Regions from separate parts of the Mus musculus genome. Here regions 1, 2, 3, 4, 5 and 6 are each linked to region 7. A link is a contact called in public Hi-C, HiChIP or PLAC-seq and promoter capture Hi-C data. All regions are on one chromosome and are shown on one strand. Each heading gives the region's core, a stretch centred on a gene start, on an enhancer-like site or on the middle of the called end of the contact. The rest is flanking DNA. Distances are from core to core; before and after follow the strand shown.

Evidence for each region. Promoter capture Hi-C pulls out the DNA fragments that hold promoters and counts their contacts. A called contact is a pair of places that touch in the nucleus more often than the background predicts. HiChIP or PLAC-seq counts read pairs in DNA pulled down with a chosen protein or histone mark. Capture Hi-C pulls out chosen DNA fragments and counts their contacts.
Region 1: a promoter capture Hi-C map of the C10 cell line shows a contact between it and region 7, with 4 times the contacts expected there. The contact joins the promoter of Myoc here to the promoter of Scyl3 in region 7. A contact is called at or near these places in 4 of 39 promoter capture datasets (the C10 cell line, hippocampal neurons and liver).
Region 2: a promoter capture Hi-C map of pre-B cells shows a contact between it and region 7, with 6 times the contacts expected there. The contact joins the promoter of Vamp4 here to the promoter of Scyl3 in region 7. A contact is called at or near these places in 5 of 39 promoter capture datasets (the 3T3-L1 cell line, embryonic stem cells, hippocampal neurons and 2 more), 5 of 484 Hi-C or Micro-C datasets (B cells, double positive thymocytes, embryonic stem cells and 2 more), 3 of 115 datasets of contacts at active chromatin or transcription factors (astrocytes, large pre-B cells and microglia) and 2 of 9 other capture datasets (adipose tissue and liver).
Region 3: a contact with region 7 is called in an HNF4G HiChIP or PLAC-seq map of pancreatic cancer cells. The contact joins the promoter of Mpzl1 here to the promoter of Scyl3 in region 7. A contact is called at or near these places in 2 of 39 promoter capture datasets (cranial neural crest and pre-B cells) and 1 of 115 datasets of contacts at active chromatin or transcription factors (pancreatic cancer cells).
Region 4: a promoter capture Hi-C map of adipose tissue shows a contact between it and region 7, with 2.8 times the contacts expected there. The contact joins the promoter of Tiprl here to the promoter of Scyl3 in region 7. A contact is called at or near these places in 1 of 39 promoter capture datasets (pre-B cells), 3 of 484 Hi-C or Micro-C datasets (CD4 T cells, olfactory sensory neurons and regulatory T cells), 3 of 115 datasets of contacts at active chromatin or transcription factors (embryonic stem cells, memory CD8 T cells and pancreatic cancer cells) and 2 of 9 other capture datasets (adipose tissue and liver).
Region 5: a contact with region 7 is called in a Hi-C map of effector CD8 T cells, with 7 times the contacts expected there. The contact joins the enhancer-like site here to the promoter of Scyl3 in region 7. A contact is called at or near these places in 4 of 39 promoter capture datasets (the 3T3-L1 cell line, liver and pre-B cells), 1 of 484 Hi-C or Micro-C datasets (effector CD8 T cells) and 1 of 9 other capture datasets (adipose tissue).
Region 6: a contact with region 7 is called in a promoter capture Hi-C map of liver, with 2.7 times the contacts expected there. The contact joins the promoter of Pigc here to the promoter of Scyl3 in region 7. A contact is called at or near these places in 4 of 39 promoter capture datasets (hippocampal neurons, liver and pre-B cells), 1 of 115 datasets of contacts at active chromatin or transcription factors (astrocytes) and 1 of 9 other capture datasets (liver).

The regions. Positions count from the first base shown.
Region 1 is chr1:162,637,612-162,641,123 of GRCm38.p6, reverse strand. Myoc (myocilin) reads right to left here and starts at 1,974. Exons shown (of 3, transcript NM_010865.3): 1 at 1,299-1,974. The coding sequence starts at 1,860.
Region 2 is chr1:162,568,891-162,571,885 of GRCm38.p6, reverse strand. It overlaps Vamp4 (vesicle-associated membrane protein 4), which reads right to left and starts at 1,371. Exons shown (of 8, transcript NM_001356527.1): 1 at 1,106-1,371.
Region 3 is chr1:165,633,183-165,636,253 of GRCm38.p6, reverse strand. It overlaps Mpzl1 (myelin protein zero-like 1), which reads left to right and starts at 1,713. Exons shown (of 6, transcript NM_001083897.1): 1 at 1,713-1,951. The coding sequence starts at 1,861.
Region 4 is chr1:165,235,019-165,238,454 of GRCm38.p6, reverse strand. It overlaps Tiprl (TIP41, TOR signalling pathway regulator-like (S. cerevisiae)), which reads left to right and starts at 1,497. Exons shown (of 7, transcript NM_145513.4): 1 at 1,497-1,725. The coding sequence starts at 1,622.
Region 5 is chr1:162,614,304-162,617,682 of GRCm38.p6, reverse strand. No RefSeq gene overlaps it. Among named protein-coding and RNA genes, the nearest start is that of Myoc, 23 kb to the left of the region's middle. Within about 2 kb of position 1,957, at least 26 of the 459 cell types and tissues checked have an H3K27ac peak or open chromatin away from gene starts, as enhancers often do. A contact at or near this core is called in effector CD8 T cells, where this site is marked.
Region 6 is chr1:161,967,643-161,971,137 of GRCm38.p6, reverse strand. It overlaps Pigc (phosphatidylinositol glycan anchor biosynthesis, class C), which reads right to left and starts at 1,950. Exons shown (of 2, transcript NM_001039045.1): 1 at 1,859-1,950; 2 at 1-898. The coding sequence starts at 687. 4930558K02Rik (RIKEN cDNA 4930558K02 gene) reads left to right here. Exons shown (of 7, transcript NM_001204904.1): 2 at 3,142-3,227.
Region 7 is chr1:163,928,014-163,931,248 of GRCm38.p6, reverse strand. Scyl3 (SCY1-like 3 (S. cerevisiae)) reads right to left here and starts at 1,484. Exons shown (of 14, transcript NM_028776.5): 1 at 1,063-1,484.

The DNA of each region.
Region 1 (3,512 bases), core at 725-3,224, 1.3 Mb after region 7:
GCGATAGAAGACACAAGCTGGCTGTCAAAGCAGAAGCCGGCACCAGCAAGGAAGGTAAACACCAGGAGGCTTTCAACCCCGAGAAGGTGGTAGGGCCCTTGAGATCATGCTCCTTGCACTGACAGTTTGGTTCTAGGAACTTGAGCACATGCTTGGGAGAGTGTCCCTCATAACTACACTGTCACCTGACCACGGAGAGCTGATGGAGGACGCCCACGTGTTTGGTTACCAGGTTTCTTAGACTGCTTTGTTTAAAATGAACCTTTTGCCTCGATTCCCTTGGTGCTTGTCATTGACACTTTTAAGGAGCCCAGACTTCCTACAACTGAGTGTGTGTGTTCATGAAACAAGTAACTATTTGGGAACAAAACACTCATAAAACGTGGCACAAATACTGTCTTCTAACTGTCCAAAATAACGTGCCCATCTCTCAGTGCGCCCGAATACCCATCTCCAGGCAGGAGCCGGGACAAACAGAAAAGGGCGTTTGTGAGAAGGGCCACTGCAGAGTTTTTTGGTGACCTGAAAGCAGATATTCTTTGATTCAGCAACAAAAGTCAAAATTTCCATAGCCACGCACCAAGGGACCTGAGAGAGATATTGTTTCCTCTTTCTTTACCAAGGTAAGAGATTAAAAAATAAAAAACCACCAGCCTTGGTGGTGCCTACCTTTAATCCTGGTGCTTCAGGGGGAAGGGGCAGGCAGATCTTTGAGTTCAAGGCCAGTCTAGTCTATAGAGGGAGTTTCAGGACAGTCAGGACAACACAGAGAAACCCTGTCTCAAAAAACCAAATACATTAATAACAGCAGCAGCAGCAGTAGTAATAATAATAATAATAATAATAATAATAATAATAATAATAATAGACAACCAGTTTTCATTGCACAAATCATTTGGCATCTCATAAATAGGGGGTCATTTTGGTAGGAATCGCAAATTCTAAGCAAAGGTTGAAAAAGAATAAATTATCCAAGGGCACAGCAAGCCATTTTCTATTGATTATTCATCATATGTATCTGCCACCTGGCCCCATGTTTGTCATTTGGCTGTGGGCCATGATCATTTTGTCATGACTGGGCACAAGAGCTCAGATCCACTGACCTAAACAAGGAGCCAACTTTCTAGAAGCATGCAAAAGTGTTTGCTTTGCTCTCCTTAATGAAACTACTGCATGCTGGATTTGCAGTTTCTGAGAGAAAAGACAAAACAGAAGGAGAAGCCTGGGGGTCCTGTAATGGGTCACCAGCAAACTTGCTACCTTCTGGGTCAGGTGGCCACTCCACCCTGCACTCTTACCTTCCCTGGAGCCTGGCAGCATGTCCTGAGAGGGGTACTGGGTGGAAGGACACTGGCCCCTCCGCAGCCTTGTTACCTCCTCGCTGCTGCTTTCTAGCCTCCTGGCCAAATCTTCATTCTCTTGTTCCAGCTGCCTCTTCTCTTCCTCTAAAGCCGACTTATCTCGAAGGAGATTGTTATAGGCTGCCTCCAGATCCCTGGTTTGGGTCTCCAGCTGGTCCCGTTCTCTCCTCAGGGCACCCAACTGGCCCTGCAGCCCCTCTTGGGCCTCCTGGGTCCCAGTAACTCGGCCCAAGGTCATCTGGTGGAGGAGACTCTCCAGGGATCTGACCCGGGCCTTGGTGGACTCTAGGTCTGCATGCTGGATGCTGCTGTCTCTCTGAAGGTCTTGGATGGCTGACATGGCCTGGTCCTCCCTTGGGCAGCTAGATTCATTGGGGCTGGCCACAGTGAAGGTGTATTGGCATCGGCCACTCCGATCATTGGCCTTTCGGAACTGTGCTGTCCTGGCCCCCATTCCCCACACCAAGCAGGCCAGAAACAGCAGATGGAGAGCTGGCATCTTGGGACCACAGCTGCAGCAGCGTGCAGAGAAGGACAGCAGTGTGGAGGCTGGGTGAGGTTTCTTCTGGAAAGTTCTCCTGCAAGGTGTCTGGATGGGTGGCCCTGCTGGCTCAAGCCTGAAGTCCAAAGACATTTATATATCCTGGGGACCCAGCCCTGTGTGGAGGGAGGGAGAGGTGATCACATGAAGCTGGGTTGGACCAGCCATGGGGGGATAGGAGGATTACACTCACACTGCCAGCAAGAGTCTTTAAAAACAAAGTGCCGGAGGCTATTTTGAATTTATTTTCTTTTTAGAAGTCCCCGTGCATGTACCCCACATCCCAATAATAACCCCTAAGTTTCTAGTCTGTTTGTGTGTGCTTGTGAACATATGCGCACCTTGTCTGACAGGAGAAGCTGGTTGTGTGCTAGTTTGAACAGGGATATAAGTCTATTTTGTGTTTCACTGGACCAGCATAAGGAACTAGGGAGACAGACATGCCTGAGTAGACACGTCCTGTAGCAGAGACGAAGAAGAGTCCAAAGGAGAGCCCAATGCCTCCAGGCTCCTGGTTCCTACAGAGGGGATGAGAACATGATGTTGCCCTAGATTTAGAATAAACCTGTGAACATCCTCAGAAAAGCTCCCTAACCACAGCTCTTGTCTCAGGAACCTGTGCCAATGCTCTGGACCAGGCTTTAGGATGAGTGTGCCCCCCAAACCCTACGGGTGAAACCTGTGTGCCCACCTCTGAAAGATAACTCCAAACGTATAAAACGTAAGGACTCAAAGAAACACGTTATTTAGTTAGCAATATGAAAATATTTAAATGCCAGAAGTGTATGCTACATAAGCTATTCAACATAAGGCTTAATTTTAAAGTACTTTTGAGTATACACAGTATTTCATGAAACCTGTATCAACTGTAACATAGGGATGAAAATACAGGTATTGTTATCATAACTTTAGGTTTAGGTAGCTATCCATGAGGAGATGAAATAACTGAGTGAGAAGGTTGTGAAAATGGAGATTTAGTTTACTTACTAATTCAAATTCACGGGCTGTAAGCTAATAGTACTCCCTTTTCAAAGAGAGCCCACTACTTTGAATGCAATGTAAGGGAATTGTTAAGTCTCAAAAAGAGTTCAAGAACAACTGGGCAGTATAATGAGACTTCTCCTAAAAAAAGAAACTGTCAACAACAACAACAACAACAACACACACACACACACACAGACACACACACAGAGAGACACACACACACACACACCTTCCTCCAAATAAAAAAATAAGATAAATGAAAAAAACCAAAACCAAGCAGGAGAACCAAGTACCAAGTACCAAGGCTTGTCAGAAGTTCACATAAGCCAGTGTGTGCGTGGAAGCCTCATGAACATCTTTATAAATGTTTACTTACTGGTGTGTGCTCATATGGGGGGTATATGAGCACACATGGGCCATGCATGCCGTGTTGTGGTCAGAGGACAACTTTTGGGGTCCAGTTCTCTCCTCCTGGCATGGGCTTTAGGGACTGACCTCAGTCTGTAAGGCCTGCTCACTAAGCACCTCCCCCTCTCAGCCACCTCACTGCCCCCTCATGGGTTCCTTAGAGCAACATTTGCATTTGAGCAACTTGGTTCTCAGATACTAATAATAGCATTTGTGAT
Region 2 (2,995 bases), core at 122-2,621, 1.4 Mb after region 7:
TCACAAAATGTCTTTACACGGTATGACACTAAAACGTAATGAGGAGTAAACCTCTTATTCAAGTTCTAAAATCCAAGCTATCAGTTTGAGGAAGGAAGCAAACTCAGGCTAGACAAATAAACAAACCACCAGCAAATCAGCAGATAGATAAACGAGCTACCCTGGAACTACCCGCAACTAATGATATTTACAGATTAAAAATAAGTAGCGTAAATAAACTGTACTCAGAAATCAGAGTTGACTCCATTCTGCCTACAGTTCCTCCTACCAAAAATATTCTTGTCGTTAACGTGTCTACGTAGTAAGAGTCATCGTGATGTCTTTCCACGTCGTGGATGGAACACCACACGGTTCACTGAAGTGTCAACATCGCACGACTCTTACGTGTACTTCCCCGCTTGCTCAAATCTCTCGTATGCATCTTCTGTAGTACGTTCTCTATTCCGTGGCTTTACATGTAACGCACTTCTAACCTGTTGTTTAATCTACACTGGCTTTTTACCTCGACAAAACAAGCTCTATTTCATTTCGCTAAAAAAGCTCGAATCTGGCTGGGCACGGCTTTCCTTTGCTCAGCCTCCATCCCCCTCGCCAGTTCTTCCTCATTTCTCATCTGCAGTCTCGGCTGGTAACAGTTCCACGCAAATCGTGACTGGAAATCTTACTCGCAAAACCTGTTACGTGTAAGGATTCACCTCCACCCCCGGGTCATTCTAAGCACAGCGGGGATGCGCGCTTTCTCCGAACCCCCGAGGAAGGACCTCAGGCGAGCCTCTCTGGCCAATTCCTCGGCTCCCTTCGCCGCCGCCACCCCAGGCCACGCACCCCGACATCTGCTCGGAACTCTGGCCCCCGACTCCCCGTACAGGTGCCCCCTCGGGAACAGCTCTCCCCCTGGAGGGCAACTCGATCTCAAAGCTCCTCGGCCGCCCCAGCCCCTCCCCAGTCCTCGCGCCCCTTCCTCAGGACACCCCGGGCCCCCGGCCTTCCCCACTCGCGACCCGACCCTCGCGCAGGCCGGTTCCCAGCCCCAGCGGACGTTGGGGGCGGTAGGCAGGGGCGTCGCCTGGCTTCCTGCCTGCTCAGGCGCGCCGGGGCGGGATACCTGCGGTCTCCGATGGGCTCCCGGCAGCAGTCCCTGCTGGCAGCGCAGGGCAGGCGGGGGAGGGAGCGGGAAGCGGAGGAAGAAGGGTGGGAGGGGGAAGGCCGAAGGCGCAGAGCCGCCACCGCTCCGCTCTGCTGCAGCGCCCCCGCTCATCGAGCGACTCGGCGCTCCGCCGCCTGGCGCTGGGCAGAGGGGGCGGGCTCAGGCGAGGGAGATCGAGCCGCTCGGTACTCCGAGTCCTGGAGAGGGCGCAAGGGGGCAGGCTCAGGCAACGGAGATCGAGCGTCTCGGCGCTCCGGGTCTTGTCTTCTGGCGGAGGGGACATGTTCAGGCAATGGAGACCCTGAGCGGGTCGATCGCTTCCGTCTTTCTTGAACCCGGGAGAATCCCCCGGGGTTGTGACGTTCAGATCCGATGGAGGAGCACGTGGGTTGTACATGGGATGAGTAGGGAACGCTGAGAAGTCTTTCAACTGGAGCTGAAAGGGTGACTAGGATGTAGGTCCCGTAGAAGATGCTACTTTGCGGGCTGTCTGAGGGACCTGAGTAAAAGGGGCCGCATGTGATAAAATATCTGTCTGATACCATTTACAAAATTGCTGAGGGTTACTCAGTTTCATTCCTTTTGCTTGTAGCCTAAATGGCAGGATCCAAACATAGGGATTCAGGCGGGAAACCACCCTTACATTGCCATTCTGCCAATAATTCATCTCCTTTACAGTCTCTGCTTGACATATTTATTTAAAGAAGTCTGGCGTTGATAGACTTAGTCCAAAACTGTAGAAATGTGTATTTCTTTTCTTTTTTTTTTTAATTTATCCTCCTCCAAGTCTTTTAAGCTTAATGGTTATTAGTCCTTTGTTAAGAGTTTTTAAACTGTGGGGAAATATATTGCCAGTTATTTGATAGACACAAAAATAAGAAAAGATGCTCAGGGACAAGAAAACAAACCGGAGGAGGAAAATTCCAGGAGAAAGCCCTCTTTCACCCGATCTTTAGTTAGGGTTGCTGTTGGGCTCACTGGTTGAGAGTTTTCTCCTCACAACTTGGCTGACTTGGACTGAAATGGCCTGCCCAGATAGAAGGTATCTTAGTCTGTGTCTCTGGCAGGGCATGGTAGTGAGATTATCACGGAGTCACTAGACAGCCCAGAGGTGGTCTTTTGTTTGTTTGTTTCTATTTATTTAATGTTTTTAAAAGATTTATTATGTGTATGGGTGTTTTTGGCTGCATGCATATATGTGCATACACTACTATGTGTATGCCTGATGCTCTTAAAGATCAGATGAGGACTTCAAATCCCCTGGGACTGGAGTTACAGGCTGTTGCAAGCTGCCATGTGGGTGCTAGGAATTGAACCTGGGTCGTTAACAAGAAGGATAAGTGCCTTTTCTCACTGAGCCGTCTCTCCAGCCCCTTCAGTTGATGATTTTATCCGTATATTTGCTTACTATGCCGAACTTCCTTGCCTTGTTTCCTTAGCTAGTTAATGTCCTTGTCTGTTAACAGCATAAGGAAATACGATAGTAGAGCTACAATGGACATGTCATTCATACATGCCTTATTATTCTTATGAGTAATCTGTTATTTTTCTTTGTATTTAGTCATAATGCCTTAATTTGGCTACTTATTTTGATTGCTTTTGGGCCAGGAACATATGCCCCCACTCTTCTTTAGTAATGTGGGAGAGACCCTTTGACTATCACTAGCATTTGTGAAAACTTAGGAAATGTGATTTCTATGGTCAGCGTGAGTATCTGTCTTATTTAGTGTTCTATTGCTGTGAAGAGACACTGTAACCACAGCAACCTTTATAAAAGAAATCATTTCACTGAGGCTAGCTTACAGTTCTGAGGTTTAGTCCATTATCAGCATGGCGGCATCAGGCAGA
Region 3 (3,071 bases), core at 464-2,963, 1.7 Mb before region 7:
AAGGCCGTAGAAACTGATCCTAAAGGCAAGGTTGACAGTCTAGGAATTAGAACTCTTTTTCTTGATTCTATTTCCTACATCGATCTTTTTCTGAACCACTTCTCAATGCTGCCTTCCTTCTGTGATACCTATGTTATGAGCCTGAGCATGCTCCTCCGTGCCTCCTCCCCACCCCCACCCCTGAGACAGGGTCTCACTAAGTAATCCTGTCAGACCTAGAATCACTATGTAGAACAAACTCTCAAAGGCCCCCTGTTTCTGTCTCCTGAGGGTGGGATTAAAGACATGAGGTGCTCTCCTCAGTACAGATCTGACTTCGTGGCCACTCCCCTTCTGTTGCCCACAGGATAACCTAAGGATGGCCACAAAAAAAAAAAAAAAGTTTTAAGAGTCTCACAGGGTAGTCTACACTGTGTGGCACAGGCTGCCTTAGAACTCCTGATGCAGCCTAGGCTGGCTGGCCTCAAACTTGAGACAGTCCTTCTTTCTCAGACTCCTCCACAGCTTGCCCTTTCTACTTTCCTGCTAAACTCTTGGTTATTAAAACTCCAATGTGTGCTCCTTGAAAGTAAAGTGCCACCGATGGGCAGGACCTGCTAACCGGAAGGCAAAATAGCTGCGATATGCATTCTTGGTTTTCTCCAATTGCCTAGTAATTAGGAACTTGCTCTACTGCAAGGTTAAGGGGCTAGGCCACTGGAAACATCGGAAGGACACTGTTAAGACTGGCTTTTGACAAAATCCTGAAAGGAGAGGCCGCGTTTTGGTCTACTGGACTACGCTCCGCCTATTATAGTCTTGTTCCTAAAACTTGTTTTCCTCCTCCAAACTCTCACTTGGATTTTCCCGTTCTTCGTTCACTCTAATCTGTTTTGTGTCTGGTCCCTCCTTTTTCCCCCTTTGAAGACCATTCTCAGAATCCTCCCTCTCTTTAGGGTTTGCTGGGTAACTAGTAGCAGCCGGCACTTTTCAGAATTGAAGTAAGGCACCGCCTCCGTCCTAACTTTTCATCTATAGGCCGAGGGACGTTGATATGCTAAACAAACAGTAAGTGCAGTCACTGGTTATCTAGGTGGCGGGAAAGAGTTCCAATTCCTATTCCTTTCCTGTCCTCTGAAAAGCCAAAAAAGGGCCTGCTCAGAGGTTAGGGCAAGATGGAGACTTCTCATGTTGCAACGCAAATGATCCAGTTCAGGCAAAGACAGATACTCGGCAAAGGTCAAAGAGATGGTGGGTCTTTTTCTATCTCGACCACTGAATGGAAGTCTTTCCTCACCTCTCTCTTCACTTCACTCCTCCCCTCCCCCACCCGGTCCCTAAATTAATTGCTTTTCTTTAGGTGAGTGAGGCCAGGAGTAACCAAGCAGATCCTAGTCGGAAATGATATCCGGACTTGGAAGAGACCGCGGGGAGGGACATTAAGAGAACTGTGGGACTGGCCCCTCAGAGAGGAGGGCAGCCTCTGGCGGCGGTGGGCCGGAGGGCAGCCCCACGACCAGCCACGCAGGCAGGCTCAAAGTAATGCGGCTGCAGAGGCACAGTACGCGGGCATGCTGCACAGATCACACCAAGGGCGGGGCCCGGAGGGCGGGGCCTTGCCCGAGGGGGCTGACAGGGAGTCGAGTTGTCCAATGGCTTCTTTCCCAGGTTGCCAGGAGGACCAATGAGCGAGCAGTGGGGCGGGCACAGGGGCTGGAGCTGGGCAGAAGGCTGGCGGTTGGCCACTGGGGCCGGGAGCGGGGAGCGGTGGCGTGGAGGTGTCCTCGCGCTCGCAGCCGCGATCCGGACAGAGCTGTGTGGTCTAAGGCAAGCCAGCCGACCGCAGCGGGAAGCCGGGCGGAACGGAGCGGCGGGAGCAGGATGGCAGAGGCCGTCGGAGCCGTGGCACTGATTGCGGCCCCGGCCCGCCGGCGCTGGCTGTGGTCGGTGCTAGCCGCGATGCTCGGGCTGTGTGAGTGATGCCGAGCCGGGGTCGGGCGGGGGCTCCGCGGCCGTGCGCGCGCTCGGGGCGCCTCGGAGGGGAGGGGGCGCGGCCTGCGAGCTCTGGGGCCTGGGCACGCCGCCCGGGGAGCGCGGCCGGGAGCCGAGGAACCTCTTTCTTTGGATCCCTTTGCGTAGAGGGCGAGGGGGGTGGGGCGGGGAGGGGTGAGGGAGCTCCCTACCTTGCAGCTCCCTGGGGACAGTCCCAGGAGCCCACTCACGCCCAGTCCCCTGCGGTCGCCTCCTGGCGATTCTGAGTTGCCCAGGACCTCCCGGGAGTCCGACTCTGGAATTGATGTTCTCCACCTTTGGGAGATGGCGGAAGATTGCAGGATTTTTCACCTGTGGGCCTTTGTTGGTTTATTTCCTTGTTTAAACCAGTGTTTTTCCTTTACCTGGTAAGATCTATTTCGAATGCGCTCAGATCAATTCTTAAGGCTCTATGATTGAAAACTCAGACTCTCATTTATTTCATCTCTGGGGTCTGTAAATCACAGAGGCGAAATTTACGTTACTTCTAGCCTAGAATGCAAAGGCTTGAAAGAATTCGGTCGAATTCGTATTAATGGTAAACATGGGCAAGATAGTTTGACAAGACGAACATTTACAAAGCATGCTTTTACTTTGATTTTAAAAGCCCCCCTCTCAGGCCCTTACCAAATAAACCAGGCTTAAGTTTTTGATAAAGGCTCCGGCTCGGTTTATATGACGTCTTGGACGAGTTGTTTTATGGGGCGTCTGAAGTAGTGTCTGCCCCAGGACTTTTTTTGTGTGTTGTTCAAAGTAAAGTACTTGTTTCTGTCTCAGAATTCAGCTAAGTAGTGGTTACCGAGAGGTCGAACTCCTAAGAAAACACGGAGGGGGTTCCTCCCACTCATTCTTTTGTTGTGTAAAATGTAATTTGTTCAAAATCCATTACTCAGTACTTTCTTTCGTGCAAAAGTTCTTAATGTAGTAGTCTCTCGAACCAGGAGTATAGGTGAGATTCTGTTGGATTTCCAGCTTTCATTTAAGCTCCTAGTTAATAGCTTGGAGGTGAAAATGGACAAGATTCTTTTTTTTTTTTTTTTTTTTTATGTATCAGATGGGAT
Region 4 (3,436 bases), core at 248-2,747, 1.3 Mb before region 7:
ACCTATGCTGAAAGAACAAGAGGCACATTTGTTTGTTTATTGAAACAAGGAATACATAGGCCTGGAATTTGCTATGTAGACTAGGCTGTTTTCAAAAATCACAGAGATTCTATACATTTTTTTCTTGGCCTAATGCAGAAAAATTCAAAGGAAGACTTCATATAGTAAGAATGTTGGAGGCTTGGTGAAAAACACACACACACACACACACACACACACACACACACGGCACTTGGGAAGAAGCAGAACAATCAGGAATTCAAGGTCCTCCTTAGCTACAATAGTGAATTGAAGGCTAGCCTAGGCTGGCTGTATGGAACTCTTTCAGAAAGAAAAGAGGATGGATTTCGTTGCATGTAATTTGCTCATTTACCTCCTTATTAGGTCTTCTAGCAGATCTAGATGATGTGAGGTTTACAATGTAACGTCAGTGAAAGGACCCCAGCCTCCTTGGGAAGTGCGTCAGGGGCCAACCTCTGGAGGTCAGTGATGGTAGACAATCCTCCACTATTCGGGATGAACATCTTTATCCTCTGCGGAAGCTGAGACGCCCTACTTTCCGTAGGCAATGGAAATAGAGTAACTATGTAGGAACCAAGGATAGGATGCCAACGGAATGAATTAATCCAGACACCTTGGGCAGGGGAAATTGATGATGGGTTCCTGGGACAGACACACAAACAGAAAATACCTGAGGAGGAAAAGGTTTACTTGGCTTAACACCTTCTGGTAGACAAGGTAGGAATTGAAGCAGAAATCATGCAACAACGCTGCTTAGCGGTTCCAGCGTCGATGAAACAAACACTGAGTGAATAAGAGAGGGGGTGTTGGAATTGAGATGGTGAACAGTTTTGAGATGCTCAAACATTAAACCATCTCATTTTGAGGCAGCTGGGGCCGAAAAGAATCAGTTGTGTTTTACCCAAAGATACACACAGTTGCACTGCAAGCATGGACGGAGCACCGGGCTTTCAGCGTCGTTTCCACTACACCTGTGTGCGGGTAGAAAAGTCTTAAAATATCATAAGGATAATTTGACGTTTCTTTCGTGGTACAAAGAATCAAACACAGGGCGTCGGCGGTTTGCACGGTAAGAAAGTGGGGCTCTTCCACTGGGATTCAAGGTGGAGGAGCTACTATTTGTCATTGGCTCCAAAGTCGCTGTTGGTGCTGGGCTTCCTGAGCGATAGGGACATTGGGCATGTCCTCTTCACCACGACTCATAAGCACAAGAGGTGATGACACTGCTTGGAGCGGTCTGTAAGGAGGAGGTAAGGCAGTGAAGCACGGGGCTCTGGATCCAGAAAGACAAATTCCCACATTCACTCTGGGGTGACGTCACCCGGAGACTTCAGGGCGGCGCGCCAGAGCGACACCCCCGCGCTCAAGTCCCGCCCCTCAGCGTCTCCACGTAAGACGTGTGTCACCCTGAGCTAGTGGTCCCGGAAGTAAAACCAGGAGGGGCGGAAGAGACGGCGGAAGGGCGGGCCTACGGCGCGGCGGCAGGGGGCGGGGCCGAGATGGTAACGGACGCGCCCAGGAGCCGCGCTGCAGAGAGGGCCATCGTGCGACCGCTGCCGCAGGCGCTTGCTCCGAGTAACCCTGCGGCTCCGCTTCTGCCATGATGATCCACGGCTTTCAGAGCAGCCACCAGGACTTCTCCTTCGGGCCTTGGAAGCTGACGGCGTCCAAGACCCACATCATGAAGTCTGCGGATGTGGAAAAGTGAGGCTGTGGGGCGGGGCCGGGCCGAGCCGAGCCGAGCCGAGCCGAGCCGGGCCAGGTCCGGTTGGTGTCCGGGCTGGGGGTCTGACGGTCTCGGTGCAGCCTCACGCGGTACTTGGGGCCGCAGGCTCGGTCCCTCTGACCGACCGTTGATTGACAACTTCAGTAAATGGTCCTGTTCCCTGCTCGCGGCGACCTCTGCTTGCTGGAACTGTAGCTTCTCAGGGTTGAACTGAGCGCGGCTGTTTTGGTGGACTTCACCTAAACCTCGCCGCTCCTTTTTTTCCTACCTAAGCCTGCGCAACCTTTCTGGGCGCGATGACCTGTTCCCTTGCGGGCAATGACGGAAATGGTATTTATGTTTAGTTTTGAGCTTCTTTGGTTCTGTGGTGTGCTCTTGAGGTTCTGAACATGAACCATTGAGTACCACAGACTTCAGAGGACGTGAGACCGTGTGACGTTACTGTGTGACTGTTTAGGATGAAGATTTCAGGTTTTTTTTTTTTTTTCTTTCCTTCTTTTAGCAAATCAGGTGCTGTGATAAGCACTTGAGATAGGACAGATGAAAGAGAAAGGCCCAAGGAATTCATAGTTTCACGAGAGACCGTTATATTATTGTGTGGTTGGTTAGGATGAAGATGTATACAGGTGTGTGTGCGCGTTAGTGTGTTCGCGCGAGGGTCAGTGCACCTGGGCAGAATCTTGATCAAGTCTGGAGACTGGATGGCCGGGTAAAGCCAGCACTCAGACTGAGATCTGAGGTGTTTGGGGATGCCTATAACTGTATCCTGACAAAGTTTGGGGGGGGGGCGCCCTGGCAGAGTGTTGCCTCCCTCGTCATTGGAGAGTTCTCTGTCTTGCTAAGAAGTTTGAATTTTATATAGTAGTCATCAGGTGTAGTTTTACTCAATATCTACATGCATCGTGGTTGTGTCTGGAAGGTTTCTTGGAGGTGTTGTAGAAGATGGAGGGCTGGAATGCTGGAGAGGAGGCCAGTAAGCAGGAAAGAGATGACAGAAGCTGAGATTCAGTGCTTAAGTTTGGTAGGCAGTTGATGGAAAGAAAGAAAAAGGGAGGCTCTTCAGGACCTTTTGTTGTTGTTGTTGTTGTTTAAAATTTACATATGTAAAAGAATCCTTTTTGAAACATAAGTTGTTTCAAATGTTATTAATTCAGAATATGTTTCTAATAGAATTGTTTTTGTTGTATGAGTGTTTTGCTGCATTGCATGTGGGCCTGGTTAGGGGGTGTCGTGGGAGAGGGGGCTGGATCCTCTAAATCTTAAACAAGGCCCAAACACCTCATTTCTAATGTTATGTTTTGCCTTTAGCAAATAGATACTACCAGTGATAGAGCTGAAAGACAGAGCATTTGAAGCAGCCTACCATAACGGAGCTGCTTTTCATGTAGCTGCACTATTGTGCATGACTACTAAATTTCACAAAACCTGTTAAAAGCCCTGGAGCTACCTTTATTATTTCATATTTGCTCTAATTCAGGAAAGTAGTTAAAACCTGTATTTTACAGACTCATCTTGTGGATCTCAATCTATCATTGTACTTAATCTCTTAGTCATTTAATGTTTTCTATCCCTTAAAGGTTAAGAATAAATTTTACCTAAACTTATGGTGAAAATGCCATTTCATTGTTTTTTTTTTTTTGTTTTTTTTGTTTTTTTTTTTTTGTTTTTTTGTCGTTGTTTTTTGAGACA
Region 5 (3,379 bases), core at 708-3,207, 1.3 Mb after region 7:
AGCAGAAGGAACAAGAAGGACTCTTTTTTTTTTTTTGTCTAGGAGACTGAATATATACAAATTTAGCATAGTGAGAAGCATTTTGAAGTATACAATTAAAATGTATACAATAAAAAACAGGAAACTTGAAAATCTGATGAACTTGTAAATATGATAATTGATCACATAGTTTAGCAGGAGAACACCTTAAGTCTGTGGTTAAAAGATAACTAATGGAAACTTAAAATTTGAACTTGTGATTATAAAACGTGGATCATATAGTGGAATGTTTTATTAAAGCTAGGCTAATTTATAAGAACTATTTTGGTTACTATTAGGACAGTGGTACAATAAGAGGAGAAAGTCTGAAGCATTTAGTCACTGGAAAGTGAGTTTAGATAAGGAAGTAGCAGACAGTTACATCTGTGAAAGGTTACATCTGAATTTGTGTATCCTTTATCGTGAAGCCTGTGAGTAAGGCAAACCTGTCTGTCTTTTTTATAAGAGATCTGGCAGTCTTAGCTAGTTAATAAATTGACTATTGAGCTAATAAGGTGATGTATTACCTTGGGATAAGGAGCTAGAGGTATCTTCTCTAGCCGTCAAGCTATAGTTAGCTTAGCTGTCAATATAAACAGAAATCTGTGAAGAATAAATTATAATCTAGATGTCATATATTAATTAAAATTACAGAAGTTAGTTTATAGTCCACTATCTAAACAGTCCCTGTTCTCTCCATCACAACTTGGATAGAGTCAGCCTAGCTGTCAGGCCCAGAAAATGAAAAGCTTTTTCCTGTGGAGTAAGAATATGGGAGAAATGACTCACCTTGTCATAGGCAATATGGGACATTTAACTCTCTGGGTATCCTCTGTCCACAATTTAGGCCAAGCCCTGGCAGCAGGCAAGGCAATGCAGTGGTGTTTCTCTGTGGTTATCATACCACAATCCAGGTAGTGTTGAAAGAATATAAAACTTGAGACCTGTGATTCATGTAATTTATGTCAAATAGCCCAAAGAGTTGTTTGTGAGCTTTGAAACCTGGGGCTGAGAACATAGCAGAACAGGCTAGGACATCCCCGGGAAGGCCCATAGTTAAGACATTCCTGAGGCTGCTTGGCCATAAAGATAAAGAGAATGACAAGTCCGACTGGCCCGGCGCCTCCCTATCTCCCGCCCTTCTGACCTAAGTTAAATGTTATCTGCATGTACAGTCTGCTGATGTTTAAATGGACCAATCATGTGAAACCGTGCCAATTCCTCCCCCATCCCCAGACCCTTTTCTATAAAAACCCCTAGCTTCCAAGCCTCGTGGTCGAATCCACTGTCTCCTGTGTGAGATACGTTTTGACCTGGAGCTCTGCTATTAAACTACCTCGTGTTTTTACATCAAGGCGTTCTGTTCTGTTCGTGATTCTTGGGTGCATGCTGAATCGGGAACAGAGTGGGGGTTTCCCCACTAGGTTCTTTCAGTGTCTTGTTGCTGTGCCCATATATTCTTAGAGACGTTAGGAGCAAAACTGTGAGCATTTGGGAGTCTCTGTCTGTCATAATAAGCTTAAATTTAAGCATATCTGAGTTAAACAATCTGTGCTTGTTTTTAATTACTTGTCCTAGATTGTATCTAGCAAATAAAGAGGGTATATTATAACCTAATGATAGTAAAAATAAGGCTAAAAATATCTTTAAGATAGTGATCTTTAACATTTTTATTGTTTTAAATCTTTAAATTAATATTAAAATTATTTACCAAGCCAGGATAGAAATTATATGAAAACCTTATCTTAAAAGTGTCTTTGGAGACCTTAAGTCAGATTGTTTGATAGAAAGAAGGCAGTGAGGTGGGAGCTGCCCATAACAAAGATGGTGGATAGTCATGAGACTGCCTTTAACCAAGATGGTAAAGAAGCTACAGTCAGCCATGTGACTGCCCTTAGCTAAGATGGCACTGAAGTGATAGCTTATGAAAAAAACCTTATCTGCCCATAACAAAGATGGCAGATAGTCACGAGCTTGCCTTTAACCAAGATGGTGCTGAAGCTATAGACAGCCATGTGACCACCCTTAGCTAAGATGGCACTGAAGTGACAGCACCTCCTGTGGAGGAAAGTCAGGTGTTATACCTTAGAATGGATCAGCAGAAGGTTGCTATATATCAGCAGAAACAAATGGACACATTTTGTCTGGTGGACAGTAGGTCTCACCACAGTCAGCCTCTGTTGCGTGACCCCTTCTCCTGGCATACCTATCTTAGAACTGGTAAGGATCAGAATGGAAGGAAATCAGAGATTAGAGATAAAATTTTCCCAAGAAGTAAAACTTTAAGACTGCCTGCTGAAGCAAACAGGGGGGTGGGGTGGGAGGGGGACTGCAGGAGCCCGAGAATTCAGTGACAGAGCAAATTAAGTCCAAAACAAGGTCTGGAGAGTGCAGTTAAAAGTCAAAGGGTAGGGAGCAAGCAGGGTGGGGAGGGAAGGAAAAAGGGGGTTGGGAGCAAAGGTGAGGGGAAAAGCCTACATAGAAATCTTTCCAGCTTAGGTCTGAAAGTTTCTTGTCTTTTGTTTTATTTTGTTTTTAAAGATTCGATAAGTGGCCATTTAGAGTAATTATCTATTGGGGCCAAATTTAGCCTGTGAATTAGGAAGCCTTTAAAACTGGAAGGCATCTCAGTAGTAGGGTGAAGGCATTCACTTTGAGTGACAGAGGCATCCCAGCGGGGTGCCTGGGGGTACAGAAGAAGGTGAGAGTAGAGGCTATTACTATCATCACTTTCTGCATCCCAAGCATAAGTCATAGCTAATAACGAGCAGCCAGGCGAGATTTACAAGGTCTTCACGAAATAGTAGATGAGCTGTGGACCAGCACCTAAGCTGTGGGGCCAGAGTCCAAGAGAGAATTTCGGTTTACCTGGGCCTAGGATATTCCAGCAGTGTGAGAGAGAAACAGAGAGAGAAACTGTCTTTGAAACCATCTCGAGGAGACTGACTGAGCTCACTCAAGTGTAGAGGTCCTAAAACAAGACTGTGGATATAGGAAACATATTAGTTCGCCGGCTTTTGGATGGAGAGTTCTAGCGATCCAATGGCTGGAAAGTCCACGTGGCAGGGGGAAATACGAACCTGTGCTGAGTTCATAAATCTGAGTCTTGGGAAATGTGAACCTGCAAGTTTCTAAATCTGAGTCATGGCACCAAATGTTGTATTTTATAAAAAGAGCAGGGTATGTTTTGTAGAACATGGTATGGTGAGGTGGGAGGGGTGCCTTGGTGGGCCCATGCTGAGACATCCCTTCCCTCTGAGGTACCAGCCATATTACGGGTTTATTTAGGGTATGGGAAGGGGAGTTGAGAAGGATGTATACACATACATACACACACACACACACACACACACACACACAC
Region 6 (3,495 bases), core at 701-3,200, 2.0 Mb after region 7:
TACATAGCTTCGCGGGGTGTACGCCTTCAGTTTCTTCTGTAACATGGGCCACAGTGCAAAGATCTGGATAGCAAACGTCACCATAATGAAGGCGTGGAGTGACCGGGGGAGGCGTGAGGCCAGGCAAACAGAAGCAAAGATGGCCATGTTCAAGGACAGGGTGCTGGATACAATAGCAGCATTGGCACCGTAATCAAAGAAGATGAGATGGCCTAACAGCATAAAGACTGCCATGGCGTAGATAGTGTCTGTACTGACAGACTCCGTCAGGGTCTTTAGCACAGGTGAAAAACCGTAAGTGAAAGTGATAAAGACCAGAGTACTCTTCAGGTCGGCCCACCGGGTCCGCCCACTCTTCTTCCGTCCATCACCTCCATCGATAAGATCGAATAAAACATACCCAACCAAGGAAGATGCCAGTCCGGTCCCAAAAAGCCACTGGGGAGCCAGAAGACCCTCATCCATGTACCACCAGATCACTACAAAAACACAGACACTGCACAGCTGCTGTATCACCACACTGGACTCAAATACCACAGCCCAGTACTGGTACTTCCGGGCATAGATGTTTTTCCGGAGTTCTTCCAGGAACCTCTGGTCAACATAGTTATCAGGGAACGGCTGCCGCTCATATAAAACCTTCTGCCACTTGACTTCTGGGGTGTCTGTTACACGTTGAGCACACATTATCTCATTCTTTCCTCAAATCCAGGTTGGCTCAATCTCCCTCAGGGACGTCCATGGGGTTCTGGTTCTTGATAAATCTGTAGATTAAGAACTCTCTGGAAATGCCATGCTGATACCCTACAGAACTTTCCTTGTTTACAAAGCCTTCAGTACAAGCTGAGCCTGCATTAGATGAGTTTGTCCTGAGGGTCAGGACAACACAGCTAAATTCCTAGAAGAGAGAACTGTAAATATATGGAAGCTGGCATCAGATACAATAAAAAACAACTTGGCTTACTGAAAGCCTAGATAAATTGTGTCTGGTGACATAATGCGGCATTAAGCCTTCACATTTTAAAGTGTAGTCTTAATAATTGATATCTGCATCTAACTCAGAATGTTAAATGTCTTATGCACCTTCTTTAACTGTCACAGCCTTACAAGTTAATACCAGTTATGAGTTTACCTAATAAGACATCTGAGTTTCAAAACAGTAGAGTATTTAGGTCCCAGGCTAACAGCGTGGAGCCAGACCTCCTACAAAAGTCTAGTGTCAAAGTCTCTGCTTCTGGTCGTCCTTCTCTAAGCCAGTCTTAACTTGGGCATTCATACACTCTAAGGTTTATACTATTTTTGCATGATTATATTTGCAACTTACGCAAATTTATAGGGACAGAATCCATCCATAGCCGTTACTAGGTCCCCAAAGGTATCTGAATAAGTTATCGGTCGAATGACAATAACCTGCACCGTACAAAAGGGCATGATCTCTCTATAGTTTTAGCCCAAACCAAGAACTCAAATCTTTTTTGTTCATTAGCTGAACTTACTATCCTTTAAAGTGCTATATCATCCTAATTAACTGAAACAGCAAAACTCTAGCGCAGGATCAAGAAAACAATCATCCCAGTCGTAAACACAGAGGTCATTCAGCAAATTCGAGAAAGAACTTCCTGCCGGACCGTCTGTATTTTTCGTGGAGGCTAGGATAGACCTTTGCTTTAAAAGCCGTACACCCTGGAGTCGGCCCTCACGCACTGGGACCTCGGGATTTGAAAGGTCCCCGTCACCGGGCGGCGAAGGGTCTTGGGCTACCACTCACCCAACCGGCCTGCCCCGCCCGCCGCTGCCGACCCCCGCCCCAGCCTTGGATCAGCCGGAAGCGCTCACAGCGAAGGACGCCGGAACCCACCTGCACCAAGCTCTTTAGGGGGGTGCACGACCGAGAAGAGCGGCCGCCTAGCTACTTCTACATCCGGGACGCCGGCTTGGAAGGGGACTACTGTGGAGGAGCACTTCCGGATCCGCAGCACTCGGCGGCCAAAGCGTCCCGCCCCGAGACTCCACACCGCGAGGTCACTGCTGCCCTCTACTGATTGCTCCTCTCCTGGCAATCTGCTCCTAGTGGAATGCTAAGCCTGGGAAGCAAATCCCTCAGTGGGAATTACTTCACAGGGTGTGGAAGGCAGGAGAAGGCAGGAAGAGTCGCGGGGCTGGTGGAAGACTGGTAACTGCAAGGTTACCATGACATGTGTTGACAGGCTCTCAGCCAAGGGACTTTCCATGCATCCAAACCCTCCTCCTATAGGTGCCAAACCAGGCTTCTGGTATTCACCAAAAAAAAAAAAAAAAAAAAAAAAAAAAAAAAAAAAGGGGGGGGGAGTCGGGGAGATCCCAGATCTCACATAGCATCCTGTGCGTTGACTTGCACAGAGACGATGCGATCATTAGTTTGTTTTTGACCAAAGTCAGGCAGCTGGTTAGTAATTGCAAGTAGATCAGAAATATCCAAATGTGGATGGCTCCAAAGCTGGATCCTTTCCTAGACTTTGCCACCTAAAAGAGATGAGGGTGGAGAGCCTTTGGGACGAGAGATTGCTGATTTTCAACTGGGGTCTTGGAAGTGTCACAGGATTTATAAATAGATGGAAGCTCGAAGAATTTAAAATATAGAGACTGTTAAATAGTGTGGACACAGAGGCAGAAAGCATGAACCCATTTATTCATATTCACACTATCTGGGCTTTGAATTCTTTGTCTGTAAAAGAAAGAAGGCGCTTATTTGTTCTTGGCCACCTTATGGAATGGTTGGAGGACTCTCGTGTTAAAATAGTTTGCAATGTATTGATTGCTGTGTGGTTGCTGTTAGCTTACTTTGCTTATTGTAATACCAGCACTGGTCAAGTATTTTAACTTTTTTTTAATATTTTGTTTTTAATTATGTCTACATATGTGCTCCTGACTCCAGGTGTCTGTGGAGGTCAGAAGAAGGTGCTAGGTCCCCTGCCGCTATAGTTACAGGCAGTCATGAGCTGGCTTGTGGGTGCTGTCAACTAAACCTGGCTTTTCTCCAAGAGGAAGGAGTGCTGTTAGCCACCAAGGCATCTCTCTGGCCCTGTGACTCCCTTTAAGATTTAGTCTTCGGAAGTGTGATAAACTCTGCAACCTGATCTCTTTCCATTTCTCTCTCTGTAGGCTTTTGTTCCAAAGTTTGACAAGATTCCTTGGCTGAGTGAGGCCAGCCTGGTAAACAAACCATTGATCCTGAGCATCCCCAGAAGGTAACTTCCCAGCTTCTGAGGACAGAGCCTTCGAGGCAGAGCTCAGTGGTTGTACTCTTAAGGTGGAGAGGTGCATGTGCCCTGTTGAGAAACCAAGTCGAATGCAAAAAAAAGAAAAAGAAAAAGAAAAAAGAAAGAAACGCCCTGGGTTTCTCAGACAAAGGTTATGCTATGTAAAGGCCTGGCTAGAAGAAATGAGAGCCGCCATAACCTTCATTTCTGCGTGTACTATTCAACCACAGACACTGTAACTCAAAACACTTCCATA
Region 7 (3,235 bases), core at 235-2,734:
CACAGCAGGGAAAGGGCGCCGAGGACTGGATTTGAGAACACACAAGGCGGTCACTCTGGTTCTCCCCACGCCTGTATCTAAGAGGCAGGACCGCTGGCACCAGCAGTGTTTTACAACCCTCAGGACGGAGCTGAAAGGAGCTTATGGAAATGCAAGACATAAGGAACACTCCCAACTCCACGGATTTTTTCTTGGTTTGGGAAGTAAGAAGGGGACTATGAAATAGTGCCAGGTAGCTTTGAAAGTCACACGAAGGTAGAAAAGGATATTCTAATATGGCATTTTTACTGACTATACCACTTATACTTTCTATAATGAAACGTCGAGTTGACAGTCTAGGATGTGACTGTACACTTTAATCTATCTATGTCTTCCATCCTTCTCATTTCTTTGGCTTCAGGCGAAGCTTCTGAAGGGTTCCATTTGGTTTGGGAGCAGCACCTTGCCTAGGTATTCAACCACATACCACGTGTGCTCTGGGGGAAGTATGTCCCTTAGTTCTCCCGACAGTAGAGACTCTCTTCGGTTCTAGTTCCCTTCGCTTCAAAGAGCCAAAGGTTATGACTTGCCCGAGAGTCCTAAGGATATGTACTCGTTGGCACTTAGATACTGGGTGACAAATCTTACCAGCGGCCCTGTCTCGGCCACGTATGTTCCCTGTCAGGAACTCAACCGCATTGTGCTAGCTGACAAGCAAAACATGTAGTCTCTGTGGACTAAAAGTACTCCGAGGTGTGACATCAGCTCAGAGCACACACATGTCCCCCAACCCAGCAGCAGCAGCGATCCCAGAACTCAGCAAAAGCGACCTTGGGAGATGTTGTTGTCTTTTCTACACGTGAAGCCCGGGGGCTGAGTGTGGACGCTCGTCGGGGACCCTGCACCGCGCGGCCTTCCCGCTGGACTCCAGGCCCGGTCTCTCGGCCCTCCACCGGCCTCGGCCGGCGGGGCTCACCCGAGACGCCAGGCACAGGGGCACCCCGAACTCCCCGGGGCAGCGCTCAACCGGCCGCCCCGGCTCGCTTCCCGCCCCGCCGTCCAGGCCGCACGGCTCCCGGTTACCTGCGGGCGGCGGGAGGAGGCTGGCGGCTCCGCTCCCTCTTGGCCCGCGGCTGGCTCCGACGCTCAGACCCCGGCTCCTCCACCCACAGACACCCCCGAGGACCCGGCTCCGGCGGCTCTCCGAGGGCCCGGAAGCGGCTCAACAGCCGGGCCTTCAGTTCCTCCGACGCCACCACCGAGGCGCGAACCCGGAACCGAGCTAGAGCGGCCGCACAGGTGCTGCGAGGGCGCGGGCCCGGGTAGGTGTGGGCGCCAGGGGAGCCTGCGCCGCACGCCTGTTCCCGGCAGCCGGCTCTGGCGGCAGGGAAGCCTCTCTGCGTGTGTCTTCAGCCCGACTGCAGGGGCATCCCGGTTTTCATGTTTGGGTTTTTAACCAGCCGCTTTTGAGTTCATTTCCGCCCGAATCCAAAATGGCCACCTCTGGCTTCAGACAAGTAAGGGGGCGGGGAGGAGGAGGAGAGGAGTTTGGGGCTGAGCCAGAACTTTTCCGGTTGTGACTGCCCCCTCAGCATCCTGGCCACCAGGATTGGCCTGCTGTCAGAGAAGATATGTATGTATGTATGTATGTATGTATGTATGTATGTATGTATGTATGTATGTATGTATGTATTTAGTGAAGTCAGAAATCATGGCGATTAACGCTTGAGACTTAATTAAGGCTTAAGGTTTCAGATGGAAAACCTGGAATCATAATTCAGCGAAATAGTACAATTAGAAGGAATGTCACGCAAGACCGGAGAGGACCGGACAGGAGGGAAGAAAGTGAAGAGGAGAAAAGGGGAAGGGAGGAGAGGGGAAATAAGGATGGGGGGGGGGTGTGTGGGAAAGGAACGGAGGAAGAGAAGACTACACCTGTGATAGAATTACCAGCTCCAATATCCGCTGACTTCTTGTTCTCTTCGAAAGTTCACCTTCGTTACAATAACCGAAGACTAAATGATCAACCCATTTGCGTGTGGGAGGTCGCAGCCAGCCTCTGCCTTCCTGGTAAAGAATGTAGATAAAGTAACATCAGCTACCACGTCCTGTAAGGCAAGTCAGAATGAGACCAGGATTGTCTTGATCAATTTATTTTGTGCCTTTCTTTTCCTGGAGGAGTAGAATTGAGCCACTTCAACCAGGGCAAGAAATCCACTGGGAGGATGATGCATTCCTGACTCACATCTATGCTGTATCGTTCGCTCTGGGTGCTTGCTCGCATTCTCATCCATTCTTTGATCACTAATCCTAGTCCAGCTGTGGATGGGATCCTGGGTAGCATGTAGCCTGTTTTCTCAAACACGATGGTCACCTACTCCTCTAAAATTAACACTAGAAGACAGTTCCCTGCTGCATGTGTAAGACATGATTGGAAGGGACACACTCAATACTTCTACCATCTACTCACTTCATTTATCCTGGTGTCACTCAGGTTTCTAAATAAACCATCTCTTACATCTCTGCATTAAGATTCCAGATATTTTTGAGGCCACGGGTTAACTTACACATCTTACCCTCAATAGGGTATGTCAGTCATTCTGTCCAGCGGACATTTGATTCTGTAGGAAAAAGGACCAGTATTGTACAGGCACACACAGATTCAGTTACCCCGCCTGGAGTTGGGTGACAGGTGATATTGCTCAGGTGGCACATGGACACGGGCTGGAGATAAGTAAGCTCTGCCCCTGGCTTGCAGTTCACTGATTAAGCCAGGCTCTCTGTCCAGGGAGCCCCAGAATCCACCTGCCTTTGCTTCCCCAGTGCTGGGCTTCCAGGCATAAGAACTTGGATTCTAATGATCAGACTGAGGTTCCAAGCACCTTACTGACTGAGCCATCTCCTAATGCCCCTCCCCACAAGATTACAGATTATTTGCATATGAGCCTTTGTGAAGATTTTGGGCTCACTAGATTCTTATGCCTTTCAGCCTATTTGACCTATTTTGAAGTTACTCATTTTGGCAATGAAAATTCACTTTTTAACATCCTTAAAAACACCATTAATCTGCATTAGATATGGGAAGGGCATTATCTGTAGTATCTGTCTCTAAGTATGGGTTTCTGATTTAAATCCTCCCAATGCCAATCCAAGCGTGAAATGCTTCTTAGCCTCCAAGTGTACACCAATCACCTCAGAGTTTAAGTGAAGAGAAAATAATAGATGTGTTGAGTAGTCTAGGTCTTGTCAAATGGCC